Regions from separate parts of the Mus musculus genome. Here region 2 is linked to region 1. A link is a contact called in public Micro-C data. All regions are on one chromosome and are shown on one strand. The core of a region is the stretch at or near the end of the contact, and the rest is flanking DNA. Distances in the headings are between cores, read along the strand shown. Region 1 overlaps Dip2c (disco interacting protein 2 homolog C). Region 2 holds the start of Zmynd11 (zinc finger, MYND domain containing 11).

Region 1 (4,355 bases), core at 471-2,970:
ATTTCCATTTTTCAGCTGCTTCACTTTGCTATGTGATTATATCAGAATGTGCCAGATATTTCTCTTCATCATTACACTGATAACATTACAAATGCCTATTAATTAGACTTGCATGTACTTTTTAAAATTTTTTCATTGTTATTAGATATTTTCTTTATTTACATTTCAAATGTTATCCCCTTTCCTAGTTTCCCCTCCGAAAATCCCCTATCCCCTCCCCCCTGCTCCCCAACCCTCCCACTCCCATTCCTGGCCCTGGCATTCCCCTATACTGGGGCATAGAACCTTCACAGGACCTAGGGCCTCTCCTCCCATAGATGACCAACTAGGCCATCCTCTGCTACATATACAGCTAGAGCCACAAGTTCCACCATGTGTTTTCTTTGATTGGTGGTTTAGTTCCAAGGAGCTCTGGGGTCCTGGTTAGTTCATATTGATGACAAGAAACTTTTATATGTAAGATAAATAGAAAATCCAGATACAAAAATATTAAGAAAATCACATAGGAAGAAAATTAGGAGAGCCAAAAGAAGTCAGACACTTGACCTTCTGAGTGTGTCAATCTGTACTGTTTTACATCCAAATCACCACACAACAGCACTTTTAAAAATACTTTAAAGAATAAGATAACAAATTTTAATTCAAAAGTATTTGTTCAAACCACCAGTTTTAAAAATTCATTTATTTATTCACTTTACAACCCATTATCAGACCTTTCTCTCCTCCCAGTACCCCTCACACAAGTCCTACCCCACCCTTCATTCCACTTTCCCCTTCTCTTTTGAGGAGGGGAAGTACTTCTCATACCCCATTCCCACACATCAACTGAGACCAGACAGGGCACAAACTGCTATTTTTAATGCTTGCTTATCATTGTGAATTAGCAGTACTTGATCATATTTATTATAATAAAAGATGTCAGATAAATATTGTGAGATTTAAAGATATATTTTACTTATATGAAAATTGATAGATGAAACCCACATCATTGCTGTGCTGTAGCTGTGTACCTGTAATCTTCCTATCACAAGCCATTTCTCCTTTAATATGGTCAATCTCATTCAAAAAATTTCGAAACAAAAATTAAGAGAGCCCAGATGGCTCAAGAAATTTAAGAAAACTAAATGAGGGACTAGAGAGATGGCTCAGCCATTAAGAGAACTGTCTGCTGTTCCAGAGGTTCTGAGTTCAATTTCCAGCAACTTCATGGTAGCTCACAACCATCTATACTGGGATCCGATACCCTCTTCTGGCATGCAGATGTACATGCAGATAGAGCACTTATACATAAATCAATTTTAAGGAAAAAAAAAGACTAATGAGCCCACAAACTTATTTCGAACATGATTCTTCACGTAGAGAAGTATTGTAGAGGGAACACAGCAGAAGTGGTAGCAAATTTTCATCTCTCTCTCTCTATTTCAACATATCAAACTTTCAGTTATTTTTGTGAAGTGGAAATATAGCAAACCCCAACCTTTCATATAGCCTTTTTTTTTTAATTGGATATTGTCTTTATTTACATTTCAAATGTTATCCCCTTTCCCAGTTTCCCTCCCTCCCGGAAACCCCCTATCCCCCCCTTCTTCCCCCTGCTTCTAAAAGGATGTTCCTCCACCCACTCACCCACTCCTACCTCCTCACCCTCAGTTCCCCTACACTGGGGCATCTATTGATCCTTCATGGGAGCAAGGACCTCTCCTCTCATTGATGGGAGGCCATCCTCTGCTTACATATGCAGATAGAGCCATGTGTACTCCTTTGTTGATGGCTTAGTCCCTGGGAGCTCTTGGGGGACTGGTTGGTTGATATTGTTGTTCTTCTATGGAGTTGCAAACCCCCTTCCACTCCTTCAGTTCTTTCTCTAATTCCTCTATTGGGGACCCCACGCTCAGTCCAGTGGTTGGCTGTGAGCATCCACCTCTGTATTTGTAAGACTCTGGAAGGGCCTCTCAGGAGACAGCCAGATCAGGCTCCTTTCAGCATGCACTTCTTGGCATCCACAATGGTGTCTGGGATTGTTAACTGCATATGGGACGAATCCCCAGTGGGACAGTCTCTGGGTGGCCTTCCCTTCAGTCTCTGCTCTACACTTTTCTCCATGTGTGCTCCTGTGCACAGCCTTTTCAATGCAGTCAGTAATTTCAGAATGAGAAGACCAGGTACATTCAAAGAAAGAAAGCCAGACTTTATTATTATGCTGTAAACTTCTCTGTGATTTGATTTGCTCAAATGTTTGTGCAAATGTTTATAGTCAATATGTCATATTCAGTAAAAGCCCATGTAAATAATTCTTATATCCCGTACAAGGACATATTTTTACTAATTTGCCATTGGTATCTATTAAGGATCTTTTTTGTTGTTTGTTTGTTTTTGGTTTTGTGTTTGTTTTGTTTTGGTTTTGGTTTTTTTGAGACAGGGTTTCTCTGTGTAGCCCTGGCTGTTCTGGAACTCACTCTGTAGACCAGGCTGGCCTCGAACTCAGAAATCCACCTGCCTCTGCCTCCCGAGTGCTGGGATTAAAGGTGTATGCCACCACTGCCTGGCTTGTTGTTTGTTTGCTTGTTTGTTTGTTTGTTTTTGAGACAAGGTTTTGCTTTGTAGTTTAGGCTGGCCTTGAACTTGTGGCAGCCATTCTGTTAGAGCTGAAAAGTACTAGGTTACAGGTTTGAGTCATCATACCCATCTCTCCAGATCACTTTACAGCATTACACAGGTATATCTATGAAGCATAAGAGACATATACACTATTAAACAACTACCTGTTATAAGTTACTTTTTCCCCAATGGAATGTGAGCTTAGTTCAGTCCTTGAGAACAAACTTACACTCAGATGTTCTTTTATCCAGAACCTAAGCTTTTATACTATTTCCCACAAGCGTCCAAAGCTAACATAAGACGGGCTTCAAACAATCATTTTTTTTAAAGCATTTCCATATTACTCCCCAATTAACCCATTAAAAAACATACTTCAGATCTGACTGCAGCACAGCACTTGCCTTCTTAGCTCTAGAGATGCATTTAAGGGCTTTACCTATGCATTACCCTATCCTCATCAGACCCATGTACATTAAAAATCTAGTCTATGTTTAATTAAATGTATGTATGCACAGGTGCACATGAGTGTTGCAATGCCCGAGGAGGCCAGAGGCACTACATTTCTGTGGAATTGAATTACAGGCAGTTGTGATACCTGTTATAGATGCTGGAAAACAAAACTGGGTCCTCTACAAGTGCAGTACATATGCTCTTAACTACTGAGCCAATGCTCCAACCCTATGAACACGTTTTGAAGACTGGGTATTATTTCCAGAGCACACCACAGCTAAAATAGACATCCCATTCCTTTCTCTTCCTGCGTGAGAGGTTGAATGATGACCCCATCCTAGCCTTTTTCCTAGAAATGTGTAGCTTTTCTCATCATGCTCAGGGGAGTATGGCATTCCCACCTGGACTGATTTTACCTAAACAAGTGGGCTTGCTGTCACTTCAGTATGAGCTTACAGAGTCTGACTAGGTATGACTCTGAATTTGAGCCTTACCTATTAGCTAGTGTATTGTCTCTAATTAGAAGCCTCAAGGTAGCACTCAGCAGCAATCAGAATAAGTGAAAAATTTATCTCAGCTGTATAGATACTTTAAAAATATGACCTTCAGGCCAAACCCAGGATCATACACCAGAAAGAGCCTAATCTCCAACAAGGCTACACATTATACATCCCATAAATCATAATCACCTACCAGAAAATGCTATGTGTCTTTCTATCCTGAGAAGCAAAGGAACACAGCGTTTCTGTTAATATCAAACAGTATTCAGAACATTCATGATTCAAGATTCATAATGCTATGCAGCCTCCCACAAGCCTGAAGCAGGCTGAGCCACCTTGACTTTGTTGTCACTGAGGAGATTACTTAGGGTGGAGCCTGCCTCCCTGGATCACTCTATTGTTCTGCCACTGCCGCTGCTGCTACCTGCTGGGAGTCGGCCTAGCTGTTCTGGAGCCTACATGTGCTCACCTGCAGCTGGGCTCCAAGGATGATTTGGAATGGGCTTTCTCCTCTCCTTTAAAAAGCGTGTCTGCCATTAAAAAATTTGAGCCTTGATCAGAATACTGTCTTGGTTCCATCTCTCTCTCTCTGCCTAGTTTCCTTTTCTTTCAGCTCCAGGCTGCCTCCCAGGCTCGAACCCGGACATTAGAGCCGCAGGCCGGCCCCAACAATGCTACATTAATTAGATGTTCTTAGAGGCTTTTTATTGAAACTGAGATTTAAACAGGTACTCATTTACACTAAGGACTTTTCAGTACCACTAAACAAGCTTAATAATTTGAGTCTAATATCTTAGGGACTAAAAA
Region 2 (4,355 bases), core at 1,168-3,667, 130 kb before region 1:
GCTTGTGGTTTGGAGGAGGAGAGGGAGGAACTCAGTAGACTGAGCTTTAGGAAAGTTGCTTTGTAGGAAGTGACTCGTTTTACACCAGTAACCCGACCACCATGGCCAGATGCTTGCTGTTTACTCGCTCTCCATGCTGTGCTCTTTCTGCTGAGTTCCTGGAGCTCTACATAGATAGATGGTGCTACACTGTGCCCTTGAGTTTATGCTCTTGGAGGAGAGCTATCGAAATGACTCAGGGTTTAGGTCATCCACCCTTTAATGCAAAACAGAGGTATCAAGCCAAGAATAGCAGTAAAAGCAAAACAGAAAACACTGCACTTCAGTGGCAGGGGTGCCTGAGCAGCTACTACAACCAGCAACAGCAAGAGCTCTCAGAACTCACAAGAGACTTCAACTGTCTATGACAGTGAATGTGACTCTTCTTGAGTTCCAAGAAATACTCACGGAACTTTACTAAGAAAACAAAAACAAAAACAAAACAAAACCCAGGGTAAAGTGCACAAGAAGGAACTTCTCATAAACAGAATTTTGATTGAGACCACGCTTGGTTTATGCACCTTTTCAGTCAACGAACATTATTAGTCTCTCTGTGTGACTTTCTTTAATACATGCTTCCCCAACCCATCCCTGGAGAATTTTGGATATTTTTTCTTTACTCAAAATATCACAAATATTCACCTATATGTTTTTTTCTAGCTTTGGATAATATTTCAGCTTTTTTTTTCAACTTAAGTCATTTGGACTTTGTAAAAAAAAAAAAAAGAATATAAAGTAAGAATATAATTCATTTCCCCGACAGACAATTTCCATTCTTAATTGCTTGAATAGTCTGTCTTCTTTCCATGATTTTTCTCAAAGCAGAATGTGAAAGAAGCAGTATGCTCAATTGAAATTGTGTAGCATAGGGTGTATTGATTGTGGCCAAGGAAGAATGCAGGGCTGTGTGAGAGTCTGTGAAACACATGTGGATTGATGCAAACCATCCCTCAACTCCATCATTCCTCCTGTCTCCAATTTCTCCCCTCAGACCCCTCAACCTTTTGCCTTCTTTCACAACCCAGTACATAAATCCAGAGTATGTCACAGGTTGCACAGAAACAACTACATTACTTTGGTCTTCCAAACCTCCGTCCAACCTCCAGCCACTGGCCTTCTGACCCACCCTCATATACTCACCCAGTTGACAGACAAATGCAGTTAATAAAGCTGTTGGGCTGGGAAACTATAGCAAAGAAATAGGAAATCTTATAGATAGGCTATCTAAGAGAGTTATATGTAAAAATAGAAGCTATTTCTATTCTGTATAACTGGGGGGAGTCACTTTGTTTTCCTAAACTGTATTTCTCTCTCCCTCTCTCCCTCCCCCCTTCTCTCTCTCTCTCTCTCTCTCTCTCTGTGAGTGTGTGTGTCCCTCCCTCTTTCCCTCCCCCCCACACAGAAAAATTTTCATACTTGAGTAGCTTCTGCAAACTACATAGAAATATAGAAGTAGGCATTCCTCTACAGCTGAAAGAAGACCTTTTTTTAAAAAAGAGGTGATTCACTTAAAGAAGTGATTTCCAGTCCAGCAGTCCAATCCAATACGGCATGATTTCCCCTGGCATCCTTTAGTCCACCCATCTAGTTTAAGGGCGACTTCTGAAATAAACTGGTTCTTTCATTCCATCACACAGGTGGGTCCTGGGGCTTGAACTCAGACTTTCAGGCTTGGTGGTGAGTGGCTTTATTTGCTGAGCAATCTTGCTGTCCAGCCATGCCATATTTTATTATTTAAATGAATTATAAATACTTCATGATCTTAGAAGTGGGGGCGGGGGGAAGCCAGAAACAAACATCAAAAGAGCAAACACTTCTCTCTGCGATGCTGGTATCAGTGGCAGAACTGTTAACAGTTTGAAAGACCGTTTGACTGGTGTACTTCAAAAAGCCAACTCAATGCTACTCTAAGTAAGTTCTAACTTAGAGATCAGCACTGTAAACAGATGGATAATTTGTATAAGAACCCTAGATTTCTAGGGGCGTCGCCAGTGATTTTTCAGGTACATCTATCCAATGAGAATAGGGACAGGCAATCTTAGCTAATGGGTTTCCCCTTTTAAACTCCTAGCAGGCAAAGGTTGTTAGGACAACGTATGACATCTGTATATGCTTTGACTTTTCCCCCAAGACTTTTAAAGCCATATAGCTTAAGGGCTCTCCTCTGATTAGATCTAGAATTGCTCACTAGAAAAGATAACCTACTCCTCACAGCAATTTGTAATGTTCTAACCAGAGTGATAATGGGTGGTCCATTCTTTCTAAACGTCCCACTTGTGCATATTTGAGACGGGGAACTCGGGTGTCTTTGCAACTTTTTTTTTTTTTTTGAGCACAGGATTGGAAAGCGAGGGATACCGTCTTACCCACTCGGGTCAGTAGTACACGGGCGAGTGCTTGTCCAACACGGAGCCATTAGGAGCCAAGCAAAGTGCCGAGCGGGTCCACACCGCAAGCTGCAACGCAGCCCACCGGGCTTGGCCGGATCCTAACAATGCTACCCTCGTGTCTCGGTGCTCGCCTCCAGCGCGCCTGCACGTACGTAGCTCGCACGTGTGTGTTGACATGGAGTTCGTGTGTGGACCCCCTTAGAATATGCTGAAACCGATTTCTCAGCGAGGCGCCGGAGACAGGTCGAGGGAAGGTAGGAGCGGGTGCGGCGGGCTCCCCCGGCCTCGGGGCGGGGAGACAGCGCGGGCCGCGCAAGTCCCGCGCCGGCCGCTAGAGCCCCCCGTGCGCAGCTCGGCCCAGGCCCCGCGCTCGCCCGGCCCGGCCCCGCGCTCGCCCGGCCCGGCCCCGCGCGGGGAAACACTCAAGCGCACACAATGAACTCCGAGGAGGCCGCGAGCCGGGCCGGCCGCCGCGCCCGCACCGTGTGAACCGCCTCTTGGTTGGGGGATGCCAACTTTGCCCCCCAGGCGTCCTCTGCAGCCCCGCAGGCCCCGCGCCGCCGTCGGGCTGAGGAGACGCGGTGAGTGAGCGAGCGAACGAACGAGCGAGCGAGAGCGCGCGGCGGGCCAGGCCTCCAGCCGGCGCGCGACGCCCCGGCCGCCTCGCCCGGTTTCGCCCCGGCGCGCGCCGAGGCATTTTTTTTTTTTTTTTTCTGTGGTGGAAGCCGCCGCCAACATGGCGCCCCTCGAGCCCCGAGCCCTCCGCGCTGAGCCAGCGGGGGGAGCCGGGGAGGAGGGAGGAGATGGCGGGGAGGAGGAGGCGGCGGCCTGCGTCCCCCCCGCCCCCCGCGCCCGTCGCCGGCTGAGGCCCGAGAGGCGCCGGGCGGCGGGAAGGAGGCGGCTCCGGAGGGAGGGCCGGGCGCGGCGGCGGCAGCGGCGGCGGCGACGGAGCGCAGCATAATGGTGGGGAAAGCTCGGCGGCGGCGGGGCGGCTGGGCGGCGGGGAGGGCGGAGGCATCCGCGGCGGCGGCAGCGCGGCCTGAGCTGTGGTGGCTGCCGGGGCCCCGGGCTCCCGGGCGGGCGGGCGGCGGCTGCCGGTGGCGTCAGGCACGGCCCCAGGCCGGTGAGGCCTGAGGGGTGGGCGCGTTTCCTCTGTCCAGCACCTTGTACCTCCGGCTGACGTGAGGAGCAGGCCCGCGGGAAGGCCGCGGAGAGCCGCGCGCGGCCTGCTGGCTCCGGGAAGCCGCGGAGTCTTGTGAGCTCCTCCCGCCCGGTCCCCGCGCCTCCCGCTTGGCCAGGCCCTGGGGCCTTTGCGCGGAGCGTGTAGCGAGCGGGCGGACGGGGAGCGATGAAAGCGAACGCCCCTGAGACCCGAGACCGGTGTCCGTCGCTCTCCCGGGGCTGCAGGCGAGCGGGTAGCGAGGCCTCAGCTGCCTCAACAGGTCCTTCTGGCCGTCCTGGGGGGATCGGCCGTCTTGTGCCCACGCAGAGCTGCGGAGAGAAGCCGATGGGGACGCTGCCTGTGGGGTTGTGGCCTGAACTTTCGCTTGCACTGTCTCCCCTCATGCCTTTTCCCTGGGCCGAGCCGAGGGGGCTTTTGCGGTGTGTCCGTGGGACTTAGTGGTTGGTGATGTGTTTGTGGTGCTCAGTGTGTGTCCGTGGTACTGATTGTCCTATGTGATTCGTGTGTAGCCCTCGGTGTCACCGGCAGTATGCATGCACACAGTCCTCTAATCTGTATAGACGCCGGCCTCTGCCAGCGAACAGCTGAACTGTGCGCTGGATTCCCGGTGTGATAAGATGTGAACATAGTATCTAGCATTGTGTGGGGTTCAGTGTGCAGTATTCCTTGTATAGAGTATCCAGTGCCATAAAGTGTTACAGAGTATCTGGTGTTAACATCCCTTGCATGACCAGTGTGATCGG

The links. Hi-C and Micro-C count contacts between places; a contact is called where the count stands out from the background.
Region 2: a contact with region 1 is called in a Micro-C map of embryonic stem cells, with 2.2 times the contacts expected there. The contact joins the promoter of Zmynd11 here to the enhancer-like site in region 1. A contact is called at or near these places in 2 of 39 promoter capture datasets (the C10 cell line and neural stem cells), 1 of 484 Hi-C or Micro-C datasets (embryonic stem cells), 2 of 115 datasets of contacts at active chromatin or transcription factors (the NIH/3T3 cell line and bone marrow-derived macrophages) and 1 of 9 other capture datasets (pancreatic islet).

The regions. Positions count from the first base shown.
Region 1 is chr13:9,630,251-9,634,605 of GRCm38.p6, reverse strand. The region is part of intron 29 of Dip2c (disco interacting protein 2 homolog C); the gene reads right to left. Among named protein-coding and RNA genes, the nearest start is that of Gm36423, 42 kb to the left of the region's middle. Within about 2 kb of position 1,720, at least 2 of the 459 cell types and tissues checked have an H3K27ac peak or open chromatin away from gene starts, as enhancers often do. A contact at or near this core is called in embryonic stem cells, where this site is marked.
Region 2 is chr13:9,763,383-9,767,737 of GRCm38.p6, reverse strand. It overlaps Zmynd11 (zinc finger, MYND domain containing 11), which reads left to right and starts at 2,417. Exons shown (of 15, transcript NM_001199141.2): 1 at 2,417-2,683.